2 separate regions of the Xenopus laevis genome follow, and region 2 is linked to region 1. The links are chromatin contacts, called in public Hi-C maps. All regions are on one chromosome and are shown on one strand. Each heading gives the region's core, a stretch centred on a gene start, on an enhancer-like site or on the middle of the called end of the contact. The rest is flanking DNA. Distances are from core to core; before and after follow the strand shown. Region 1 has its middle 16 kb from the start of rnf144b.L. Region 2 has its middle 40 kb from the start of rnf144b.L.

Region 1 (2,700 bases), core at 161-2,660:
CCCCAGCAGGACTGTCTGTGACAGCCGCTCCGGGCGGCGATCGTGACAGTCAGTCACAGACAGTCCTGCTGGGGCCGGGTCACAGGGGGTCGCACTGCTGGGCTGGAAGTCAAAGCTGGGACAAGACAGAGCTCCCTCTGTCTCTGCAGGGCTCGCAGGGTGCTGGGTGTAAAGGGGAACATTTCTCCAGCCATTTTATGAGGGATTTTGATGTTTTCACCCCGTCGGATCAGCAGTGGCATCACTATGCGTCTGTGCTAGAGAACTGTGTCCTATTTATAACCTGGCCCACACTGATCCTTCTCAGGGTAAGCATATTTTTGCAGTGTCATGTTCCTGCTGATGGAATTATGGGGAGGCTCTTTTAAATAGTTTTAGATAGATTTCTATGCCATAAAACATGATTACACATTTACACATTCACATTTTGAAATCTGACATGGGGCCCCTAGGCTTATACACGAGTCAATACATTTTTCCAGTTTTCTTAGGTAAATTAGGTACCTCGGCTTATACACGGGTCGGCTTATACACGAGTATATACGGTACTCCAGGTGCTTTGAGAAGTCCCTATGCCTTATTGAAAGACTGTTGCATATTTATTAGGCTAAATGGCCACAATTTAAAAACTTTTGCTAAATTGCTCTGCCATGTGAAATTATTGTTGCACTTTATGGCAATGTATATGCTTATTGATCTTATTCCTCCTTGGGTGGGTGAGGGGTCTCGATAGAGCAATGCAGGGTGAAGAATACAATTTTCTGTGCTCAGCTTTGGCTTCCACTGCTGTGGGTACAGACCCATAGATAAGAATGAGATTAGTTAGCACATGCACTGCTGTTCTATGGGACCCACAGACTAGTTATTTTTGATATCCCCCTCCCCTCCCCCATAAAAAAGGGTGGAAATTACAATATAGTAAGAGAGAGCTCAAACATTTCCAACAGTAGCTTGTTACTATTATCACAGTCTGGTAGGTACACATGACTTAAAAGTGCACAGGTGTATAAAGTGATAAATAGCAGACATTATGTAATTCAAACCAAGAATGCCTTTCTTGTTTAATGTTCCAGGTAGCACCAAACTGGAAGAACCGGACAAATAGCACAAAGCTAAGTCAAGATTAATGGTGCAACTATGCTGATTAGTGTGTCATCAACAAAACAAAGCAAACACGTATGCCTGGTGGTAGGAAAGCTGGTTAAACAAAGGTGCTTTGAAAAAAAAGACAATTTTAAAAAAAAGCCATCCTGTAATTAATGATAAAAAGGGAAATTTGTACGGTATGCGGACTGATGCATCCCAGCGAGTGCAGAAGCAGTTACTGACTCACAGCTACTTCAGGTGAAATTGAAAACTAATGAGAAGTAATTATCGCTAAGTAATAAGGCACCGTGCAGACTCACAGGGGCCCTCTTTTTAAGGGCAACATTTGCTTACCCCTCTCATATGGTTACAGATACAATTTACAGCAACCACAACAGTTCCCCGTTACAGTTCCATGACTAATAAAGGGGCAGTATATCCTTTGATGAACACAATGAAAAAGCTTGTGAAAAAATTATTTTTGCCTATTATTTTAATAACAAAAAACTATGATTTTTGATATTCTTGAGCTGAACCGGGCAACTGGGAAATTAAAGGGATACTGTCATGGGAAAAAACATTTTTTTCAAAATGAATCAGTTAATAGTGCTGCTCCAGCAGAATTCTGCACTGAAATCCATTTCTCTAAAGAGCAAACAGATTTTTTTATATTCAATTTTGAAATCTGACATGGGGCTAGACATATTGTCAATTTCCCAGCTGCCCCTGGTCATGTGACTTGTGCTCTGATAAACTTCAATCACTCTTTACTGCTGTACTGCAAGTTGGTGTGATATCACCCCCCTCCCTTTCCCCCCAGCAGCCAAACAAAAGAACAATGGGAAGGTAACCAGATAGCAACTCCCTAACACAAGATAACAGCTGCCTGGTAGATCTAAGAACAACACTCAAAACCCATGTCCCACTGAGACACATTCAGTTACATTGAGAAGGAAAAACAGCAGCCTGCCAGAAAGCATTTCTCTCCTGAAGTGCAGGCACAAGTCACATGACCAGGGGCAGCTGGGAAATTGACAAAATGTCTAGCCCCATGTCAGATTTCAAAATTGAATATAAAAAAATCTGTTTGCTCTTTTGAGAAATGGATTTCAGTGCAGAAATCTGTTGGAGTTGTACTATTGCCTGATTCATTTTGAATTTTTTTTTTTCCCATGACAGTATCCCTTTAAGCTACTTCAGGTTTGGTCATTGTGAGGTAGATAATTAGATTACTGGAGCACAGATAAACAGAAGTTCACTAAGAAGGGTAATTTTTTGTGCTCTTAAAAGGAGGTATACTCAGGGGTGCCATTTGGTAGGGGGCAGTCATGCTGCCAGGTGAATTGTGAAGGGGGAAATTTAAAGGGGGCGGCAGCTGCGCTGAAGGGAGACAAACGGAGCAAAATCCTCTGAACATTAGCCGAATACACCAAAAGCACTCAAAGCCACCAAAGAAAACCACGGCCAAGGAGAACTTTTAAGGTAAATTCCTCTGAATACCAATAGTTTCTTTTTAATCTTTTATGGGATTCCTGACCACCAATGTTTTTTATAACTTGTCGTGGGGACCCTGGCCACTAATGGATTGTTTTAAATTGGTGGGGGGAGCCTTGG
Region 2 (2,700 bases), core at 113-2,612, 56 kb before region 1:
TTTTGCAGATAATGGATCTTTCTGTAATTTAGATATTCATAACTTAAGTCTACTAGAAAATCATGTAAATATTAAATAAACCCAATAGGCTGGTTTTGCCTCCAATAAGGATTAATTATATCTTACTGTAGTTGGGATCATATACAAGGTACTATTTTATTATTACAGTAATTATGAGATCGTTTAAGAGGCTTTGGACACGTACCAGAGGTACATTTGAACAACCACTGTGGCAAATTTTGTTCAACCCCAGCTGCAGAGCCCTATTTTGTTTTCCGTTACCATTCCTTAAATTGTTTGTATTTTCTCCTCCTCTGTCTTTAAGCTTTCCACAATCTGGAGGCCTCAGGGGTACTACTTGACATATGGTACGTTACATCTAGTTCTGTGTTTTGCTTGTCAAGTCTCTCCCATTGTGCGGTCGTCCAATTTTTCAGCAAACTTACAAGATTTGCACATCGCATATGCAGGACTATATTTAGGTCCGATGCTGCCCTAGGCACCGGACCTAAACATGCCCCCTACGTGACGTGCGTGATGTCAGCGCGTTATGTGAGTGACATCACACACACGGACGTTGCAGAAGTGACATGTGTATATGATGTCACTTCCGCCAACCACCCCTTCCCCATACCCCTTACGCCCCCAGCAATTTCACCGCATTTCCTATGGAAATCCATGGAAGAGGCTGGGCGATTTTTTTTTTTAATTTAAAAAATTAATTTATAGGCACCCAAGGGCTGCCCCCCAAAACCTTAATATAAATACGCCCCTGCACATATGACAGAGAGTGTCAGGTGATTCCTTGAATAATATAAAGGTCTGAATGAAGTAGCCAGTGTCAGTGTCAGCTGGAAACAAGGCAGCAAAAAAGGCAAATAATTAAAATACTGGAAAAAATAAACTTTACGATTGAAAAGTTGCTAAGATTAGGACATTCTATAGCATACTTAAAGCTAACCTAAACGTGAACTACCCCTTTAAGTTCTAATGTCTTATGTCTGTGAGGTGCTCTTTAGTTTTGAGGCCAAACTGCCATACAATGTACAAAAGGCTTTTAAGAACTGATACAAAATTTTCGAAAATGAACATTAAGCAGTCTGGTTATAGTATAAAGATATATTTAACTACCTTTCGACCACGTCTTCATATCACACTGTGCTATATTTGGTGGGCTAATGCCAGGGTTGTATTTAGGTCTGGCGCTGCTGTAGGCACCAGACCTCCACCCGACCCCTTCTTTTAATGATTGACGCATGCACAGACGGTGCTGTTGTCCTATCCATGCCCCAATTGCAGCTGAGACCGGTATCCCCTCAGCCCGCCACTGGAGTTAGCTGCACATATCATGGTATGGGCAGGAGGGACCACCAGCTGCTGCCCTAACCAAGGGCTCTAGTAGGGTTACCACCTTTTATAGAAAAAAATACCAGCCTTTCACCTTCTTCCTTTTGACATAAAGCATCAAGGGAATCCTATCCCAGCACTCCATTAATAAATACAAAAACTAAAATCAAAATGTAAATGTATTGTGTGTACACAACTTGTTTATAGTCATCTTTAACAAAAAATTGTACATTATATCAGCATACAATTATGCCTACTAAAAGTCCGGAATACTGCATCAGTTTATCAATTCATAAAAAGTTATGAGATTCATCAATTTCAAAGCAAAATTCCTATAAAATTATTTATATTTAATCCACAAGCCAAATAACGTCTCCCCCAACATTAGTATTAGTAATAAACAGGTGTCTGTCTTTCTAGAATAAATTGAGAACAGTAATGATTTAATATCATTTTAAATGACAACCATTTCTGTTCTGTGTTTTTAGCTGACCAATCAATAGGGCATTAAGTAGCTCTGTAGGGCAGCCCTCAAGGCACTAAAATTAGCTTTTCCAAAATTCATGGTTTTTGTTGCCCCAGTATATATTTGTTTTTTTGCACCAGACATTAAATGATATAACATTATGTTCATTATTACCCAGGGGTTCAATGACTTGCACATTTGCTATAAGTTCTGGGTCATTTGAGATCACTAAATCAAGAATAGCATTTTTTCTGGTAGGCTCCTCAACAACCTATGCAATAAAATTGTCATGCAACAAGTTTATAAACTTGTTCCCATTAACTGATCTGGCAGTACTGTTGCTCCATTCAAAATCTGAGTAATTAAAATTCCCCATAATCATTACGTTACCCAAACTAGCAGCCTTTTCTATTTACATCAGGAGCATCGCCTCCTCCTCCTCACTTACATTAGGGGGTCTATAGCATACGCCTACAATTAATTTGCTGGACTCTTTACAATTGGTGAAGAACTCCACCCATAAGACTTCTGCCCCCTCATTTTCTAACATAACCTCCTCGTTTATATGAGCTTTCAAATCCTGCCTAACAAACAGACATACCCCTCCTCCTTTTCTATTGCCTCTGTCCCTCTGAAACAAAGAATAGCCACTGATATTAACTGCCCAGTCATGTGACTCATTCAGCCATGTTTCGGCCACACCAATCACATCATATTTTCCCTCCAGCACCTCCAGCTCTCCCATTTTACCAGTCAGACTCCTTGCATTTGCAAACATACATTTAATACTGGTACCATATTGAACATATGACATGTGGTCCTCCCTATCCTTAACAGTACCCACAGCCAAATTTCCTCCCCCACTATCTCATCTAACCTGTTTTCCA

What was found. A called contact is a pair of places that touch in the nucleus more often than the background predicts.
Region 2: a contact with region 1 is called in a Hi-C map of the XL177 cell line, with 2.4 times the contacts expected there. The contact joins two enhancer-like sites. A contact is called at or near these places in 2 of 4 Hi-C or Micro-C datasets (the XL177 cell line and the XTC cell line).

The regions. Positions count from the first base shown.
Region 1 is chr6L:98,958,126-98,960,825 of Xenopus_laevis_v10.1, reverse strand. No RefSeq gene overlaps it. Among protein-coding and RNA genes, the nearest start is that of rnf144b.L, 16 kb to the left of the region's middle. Within about 2 kb of position 1,410, at least 1 of the 7 cell types and tissues checked has an H3K27ac peak or open chromatin away from gene starts, as enhancers often do.
Region 2 is chr6L:99,014,508-99,017,207 of Xenopus_laevis_v10.1, reverse strand. No RefSeq gene overlaps it. Among protein-coding and RNA genes, the nearest start is that of rnf144b.L, 40 kb to the right of the region's middle. Within about 2 kb of position 1,362, at least 1 of the 7 cell types and tissues checked has an H3K27ac peak or open chromatin away from gene starts, as enhancers often do.